2 separate regions of the Sus scrofa genome follow, and region 2 is linked to region 1. A link is a contact called in public Hi-C data. All regions are on one chromosome and are shown on one strand. The core of a region is the stretch at or near the end of the contact, and the rest is flanking DNA. Distances in the headings are between cores, read along the strand shown. Region 1 holds the start of SRP72 (signal recognition particle subunit SRP72). Region 2 holds the start of ARL9 (ADP-ribosylation factor-like protein 9).

Region 1 (3,527 bases), core at 510-3,009:
CTGAGCCACTGCAGAGACAACATTTGATCCTTAACCCATAGGGCCACAGTGGGAACTCTGCTGATCTTTATTTTTAACTTAAGAAGTGACAATAAGGGGAGTTAAGTTAGACTTTCAGTGAGATATCTTCCTAAGATGTATGTACTAAAAAAGCAAAGTGAAATAAAGAAGCAAGAATGGGAGTTCCCATCATGGCTCAGCGGAAACGAATCCAACTAGGAACCATGAGGTTGCAGGTTCAATCCCTGACCTCAATCAGTGGGTTAAGGATCCGGCGTTGCTGTGAGCTGTGGTGTAGGATGGTAGCAACAAGCTCTGATTCGACCCCGAGCCTGGGAACCTCCATATCCTAAGAAGACAAAAGGCAAAGTAACTAAATAAATAAACGTCCAATAAAAAAAGAGAAGAAGCAAGAATGAAGCTGTTTACTATAGCTTTTTCATCTTGGGACACACGCTACATCATACATATTTCATTACTTCACAGCAAAAGAAAAAAGTTCACATAGAACTTGGAAGCAAATGTCAGCTTTGAGTACAGGGTTGTCACTAATGCCTTGAGGTCCTGGACAAGTCATTTGACTGCCAAATCTCAATTTTCTTTTCTTTTTTGTCTTTCTGCCTTTTCTTGAGCTGCTCCCAAGGCATATGGAGGTTCCCAGGCTAGGCGTCTAATCGGAGCTGTAGCCACAGGCCTACGCCAGAGCCACAGCAACGCTGGGATCCGAGCCGCGTCTGCGACCCACACCACAGCTCACGGCCACGCCAGATCCTTAACCCACTGTTAAAGGATGAACAGTAAAGGCTGTTGAAAATTCACACTTGTATGTTACAGAAATACCTCGTATGTTATTTCTGTAACTACATTTCCACACCTAACAAATACAGGGAATATCTTCAGGTAAAAATTTACCTCGACAGAGCTTAAAAAGCATGGCCGTATTACACTTGGATGACGAAGGATAAAATATGGGCTGAACGTCATATCGGAGGAGCTGACTCGAAATGATCAGATAAACTTTGCTTTGCAAGGTTATTTCAAACGTCACTGCTTTTACACACTCTTTTTCTGGTGTGGGGCGGGCCTGTCTGCGGACGTCGGATCCAGCCCGAGCCTCTACCCCGAGTGGGTGCGGCTTCCACCTCGTCAGTGCTAGCTTCCCAATGACGTGTCCTAGGCGCTGCCTCCCCGCGCTGCGCCCCAAGAGAACAGGCCCCTCAGCGATACTGTCTCATCACCCCGCTAAAAGGCGGGCGAAAAGGACGCGATGGGAATGGAGCATTTGCAAGACTGGACGTGCAAACAGTGCAGTGTAATAAAAACACCTTGGAGGGGACTCCGGCAGCTGCAGTCCCTTCAGAGATGCCCTGGCCTCGCGCAGAAGGTAGAGAGGGAAGCAAACGTGGCCTGAAGCCGCCACGGACCCAGGGCCGGCCAGGACGCGGAGGGGCTGCGTCCCGCGTCCGCTGGGCGCTCCAGCCGCGGCGGCGGTGGGCTCTCCCCTCCCCGGGTCTGCCGGGAGGTGGTCACGCGCCCCCGAAGGAGGCCGCATCCTCCCGGCGGGCCGGCTCCCCCGGCCCCGGCGCCCACGCGGGCACTTACTCTTATTGACGGTTTTGAGAGCGCGCGTAAAGTCGCCGTTCTGGCCGTAACGGTTCACTTCGCTCCAGAGTGCAGGCACCGACACCCCCCCACCGCCGCCACCGCTCGCCATCTTGGCGGGGACGCGGGCGACCTCTGACCCGGAAGAGGATGCGGAGGGTCCGCGCGAAGCGGAAGCCGGGGCCGCGGGGCTCGGGGGTCGGAGGCACCCAGAACCGTGAGGCGGTGTCGGCTCCGCCGGCGTGGTTCGTAGAGCTAGGAGTGCACGTAGACAGAGCCGATGCGCCGTACTTGGAGCGGGTTGGAGGAACAACCCCTGAAGCCCGGGGCGGGGGGGCGGGTAGCGGGGCGGCGGCGGCGCAACGTGCGTTTCCGGGGTGGTGGCGGCGCAGCGTGCCTGCAGAGGCGGAGCTGGGCAGCAGTCCCCGGAGCCTAGGGGAGGCCTGTGTGGTGGGGAAGCACTGCTGGAAGCCGTGGGAGGCCTCGCTAGGGGAGGGCAGGGCCGAGTCGGCTTCCTGCTGCCTAGAACTGCCCCGAGGAATCACCGTCCGAAGGGGGTCTGGGCAGGGGATTCGGAAAACCTGGGGCTGGTTCTGGGTAATCCAGGCGGAGAAGCGAACATGAGGAAAGGCACAGAAAAAGCAAAGACTCTCCAGGCGCCAAGCATGTTTGGTGAATCCCCCTCGGCTGCCAGGTCGGGAGCAGTGGGCACTAAGGCCCGAAGGGTAATGAGTTTGGAGCGAGAATACCCAGGTACCATTCCTGGCTCTGCGACCCCCCAGATGTCTGACGGAGCGGGATGTCAGAGTCCCAGTTTTCGCCACCATAAAGTATGGGTGACGTATCAGGGTTGTAGGATAAATGATACCTACGCATCCGGGCACAATAAGCGCTGGAGTGACACAGGAATGTAGGGGTTAGGATGTGTTTGAGGGTCAGGACCGAGTACCTAAAGGAGTGTGCTCCTCCGGAGAATGACAGGCTCTTCCATTGAACGCCTCCTCTGCAGACCCATTTTTGGCACCATCTTACCGCTTCCTGCCACTCCCCGCCTCTTTCCCAGCAGCCTAGCTAATGCCTTTTCTATATCGCTGTGTCCTTCTGGTTCCAGAGAACAAGTTAGCACTCTGATTGCGCAGCAGTTCCCCCATGACACCCTCTTGGAGCTCTCTACCCTGAGCACTGCTCGTTTAAGGTCCGTCTCTCCACAGGGACTACAATTCCTAGTGGCCCTAGGATTTAGCACGTTTCCTGGCCTATAGTTGGAACGCTACTTTTTAACTGAATGGACTTTTACTTATTTCTCCCCTACTCTTTGCGTTCTTTGTGAGCAGAAGCGATGTCCAGCTCCTGGTTATGTCCCATGGCGCCTGGCACATTCCATCTGTGGTCCCTATGTGCAGTGGAGAAACGGCACTAATGGTCCAGTGAACTCTGCCTCAGGAGGGTACGATCTCTTGTGAGTTAGTACAAATCACCAGGAGAGCTGTGGACCTCTGCTGCCTGCATAACTGTCACACGTTTCAAGCCATTTATATCTGACTTTCAGATGGATGCAGAGAGCTCTAGATGATATTTGGTGTACCCGAAACTTTGTGGGAATTTTTCTGAAGATTTTGTAGCTTTCATCCAATTCTCCAAAGAAATTTATATCATCTCTCCCCCTGCCCACCTCCACCCCAAAAGTTAAGAATCACTGTCTTAGTAGTGCCTTTTCAGAAGGCTGACTTTATGTAAGGATTCACAATTTGCATTTCTGTAGACTATATACTTTGTAGCTTCTAGAAAGTTCCTTAGAATTCCTCTGCTGTGGATTCATATGGTTCTCTTTCTTTTTTCATTTGTAATGGTGTTTGTGCAAACAGGACATAAATGTATGAATTTAATCTGCATTTTTTGGGGGTGGCTTTTTAGGTCTGTACCCA
Region 2 (3,527 bases), core at 669-3,168, 34 kb before region 1:
GCTTCTTCATGTTCGTAATCTCTGAAGAAAAGCTGGGATTACTGCAAACTCAAACCAAGAGTTCAGGCATGAAATGTGACTCTCAAGATCACTGTTCCTTGTCAAAAGTTATTCCTTTACCCCATGTGAAGGTAATGTTGTCTGTTTTACCAGAGATAAAATCTGTTATTAATTCACACTGTTTAAAACCAGAAAGTAGCTCTGAGTTTAGGGACTCCAGGAGCACAGAGCCCACTAAACTGATCCAAATAAAGCCCGATTTTTCTTTCTCTTCCCCCTCAATTTTTAAATTGTTGTAAAATACACGTTACATAAAAGTTACCATCTTAACCATTTTTAAACATATGGTTCAGTGATATTACATCTATTCATAATCCTGTGCAACCACCACCACTATCCATCTCCATAACTCTTTTCATCTTAAAAAACTGAAACACCAACTCCCACCTTCCCTCCCCCAGACCCTGGCGCTCTCCATTCTACTCTCTGGCTATGACTGACCACGCTGGGTACGCATAGAAGTGGCATCACCTTTGCGAGGACAATGCCTTGTTTCTGAAATCTCTCAATTAAACCTTAGTGATTGTCCCTTCTGGAAGCTGGAGGTCTGAAAACAAGTGGTAACCGCAGTGCCCACACAAAAGGTCTAGAGAGCCCCCAGCAGCCCGCACAACTTTGGAACATGCGCCTTGCCACAAAGAACTCAGCAAAGACTGCGGCCGCCCCCCCGCCCCCCGGCCCCGTGAACTTCACCTAGGGGGCTTTTTCGCCCTAGACCCGGCCAGGGCGGAGACCCAGCGTCGGCTTTATGGAGAGAGCGGGCCAGGGGCCGGGAAGAATGGGCCAGCGACGGTCGTTCCCAGTCCGGCGCATCCCACTCCACCCGCCGCGCGGCCGCCTCTCACGTAACAGAGCCGCGCTCGGCCGACGCCGGACGCCGGCCCCGGCCTCTCACCGGCGGCTCCGGCGAGGGCCCTGTCGTCGAGCTGCTGTCCGCTTTCCCTTCTTTTTCCCTGGCTCGCTCCGGCTCTCCCTCGGTCTCCTCTGGCCTCCTGGCTGGCTCCTGGCCCTCCTCTTTCCCCCGGACGCCCTCCCTCTTCCCCGCCGTCTCCCGCGTCCGCCCTCCCGCCCGCGCCTTTCCCTTCTCTCCCCTCTTCCCGGTCCCCTTCTCCATCACCAGCGCCGGCCCCCCCTCTCCGCGCGCCGGCGCGCTGGAGCCGCGGGCCAGGGTCTGGCGGCGGGGCCTCTGCGGGGCGCCGGGAGCAGACGTAGGCCCCCGCGGCGAGCGCCGCCCCTTGGGCCCGGCGCTTTGCGCTCGCGCGCCGGGGCCTGCCCGCCGCAGACTCGCCGCACGCGGGCTGGAGCGGGGCCAGCGGGGTCTCGCCCAGCCCCGGGAATCCCGAGGCTCGCCGCCGCGGTGCCGGGGAGGGCGGCGAAGCTGCTCCCTGGGCTGAGAGGGATGTCTCCGAAAGGCCTTCCCCCGAGCCCGCCCCGGAGGACCCCACCTTCCTCGCGGGGCACCATGAGCCTGCAGTGATGCTGTCCGGACGCTTACAGGGAGAGAGGAATGAGAATGTCTCCCTTATAAATTGGCTGCACTTGGCTTAAAACAGAATTCTTTGGAGATTAGTCTGCAAGGATCAGGGCCACCAGTCATATCGCGTAATAAAGTAACAGTCTGGTCTGATCTACTGTGCAGCAACTCAAGTACCACGGGGCTCTTCAAAGGTGGTGTAAGGTCGGGTAAACAGTTTAGCAAGTATATGGATGGTTCTTTTTATTATTTTGTTAAATTGGACTCTTTAGTGTATTTCACAATCCGACAAAGTTAACGCAATAAACTGACTTTATCAGATCTACCTCTCAAACAGGTTTTTAAGGAATAAATGAATGGCAGGTTCCAGAAGACTTTTGAGTGATACAACAGTTTTTTAAGTAGTTTTTAAGGTTAGTGTTTTCCAAGGAGTCTTGAAAATGCTAAGCTTAGTAGCTTAAAAAATGTTTACTCCTCGATTTATTTACAAATATCAACATAATGAATTTTCAGTGCAAACTAGGTTCTCTCAATCTCACTAGTTTTACTGTTTTGCTGGGAGGGACAGGGGGACAATTTTAGCTACTCAGCTTAAAAAATTCTTGATATACTAACAGAAGTCCTCTGTAAGATGCCAACACTCCAAAATGCCTTAATCCATACTCGCTGCTAACATGATTTATTTTAAAATGTGCCACAGCAGACGGATGTACCCATATTGGTTTTTATAAATGTACACACACATACAAAGTGTATATGTCACTGGTTAAAGATCTGTCCCAAAGAAGAACTCCTAGAAAGTTAATGTAGGTGTTTACACTTCATTTAACAATTACAACTTATTTGAACTGCAATTTCAGCTGCTTAGTAATGACTGGCAATTACAATGACCGTTAACTTCATTGTGCTTTGGGTCAAAATTTTCAATGATGGATATGGATAATTTTCACCAAAAATCTGTGGCTTAGTTAATCTAAAAAATGAGTATTCTTCACCACAGAAATTTAATGGAATCCAAGTCATAAATTAACAATTATTTTTGTAATGGGGTATATACTCATGAAAAGGAATCTGTCACTCTTACGAAAAGACTATTCTGAGAGCCCAGAAAGTAAAATGACACAGTAAGTCATTCATAATGCCAAGGTCTCTTGTTCTCTATGCCACCACATTCTGATCACGCTAAACAGGCAGCGCCACACTTCTTCCTTGGGTAAAGGAGGAAAGCCTTTTAAAAAACTCTCTGAAGAATTTTTCAGTAGATATGTTCAAACACAGCAGCACTTTATTAACAAGGACAGACAGAGCAGTATGAACACAAGGAAACAGTCCTAAGCTGACACCGAGCACCAGCCTGGGCAGCATAAAATGAATACGAACAAGAGTGGGCGTCCAGGGCGTCTGCCTCATGCCTGTTCAATGGGAAAGCGACTTGTAAGCAAGGCAAGACCAGAGACCCGGAGACCACAGCCTGACTAAAAGACTGCATGACTCTGAGAAGGGCAGTGAGTGGTGGTCACAGCCCCATGAGAAAGAGGAGTCATTTGAGACCTATTAACTGGGCCAAACAGTTGGGCTCAGTTTTAATCCTGTACTCTGAGGCCGATTCCCTCTTATGTAGGAAGTCAACATTCATGTTTGTGGTAGGGGCCACTGAAAGCTTTCTGAGTGACAAAATCCAAATCCATCTGACCTCAGAACACTGGGTCTAAGAGACAACTTCTTGCAACACTGATACATTTCCTTTGAGATTGTTAATAAATCAACATAATAATTTGAAAATGACATGGGGGCACAAAGAAGTTCTTCTATAGCTGCCGGCCTACACCACAGCCACAGTAACACAGGATCTGAGGTGCATCCACGACCTACACCACAGCTCACAGCAACACTGGATCCCTAACTCATTGAGTGAGGCCAGGGATCAAACTCATAACCTCATGGCCACTAGTTGGGTTTGTTACCGCTGAGCCACAAAGGGAACTCCAGAAGT

Evidence for each region. A called contact is a pair of places that touch in the nucleus more often than the background predicts.
Region 2: a Hi-C map of embryonic fibroblasts shows a contact between it and region 1, with 2.4 times the contacts expected there. The contact joins the promoter of ARL9 here to the promoter of SRP72 in region 1. A contact is called at or near these places in 6 of 47 Hi-C or Micro-C datasets (embryonic fibroblasts, epiblast stem cells, fetal heart ventricle and 1 more).

The regions. Positions count from the first base shown.
Region 1 is chr8:55,727,434-55,730,960 of Sscrofa11.1, reverse strand. It overlaps SRP72 (signal recognition particle subunit SRP72), which reads right to left and starts at 1,759. Exons shown (of 20, transcript XM_021100536.1): 1 at 1,603-1,759. The coding sequence starts at 1,714.
Region 2 is chr8:55,761,293-55,764,819 of Sscrofa11.1, reverse strand. It overlaps ARL9 (ADP-ribosylation factor-like protein 9), which reads right to left and starts at 1,918. Exons shown (of 4, transcript XM_003356938.4): 1 at 1,506-1,918. It overlaps SRP72 (signal recognition particle subunit SRP72), which reads right to left. Exons shown (of 20, transcript XM_021100536.1): 20 at 2,522-3,527.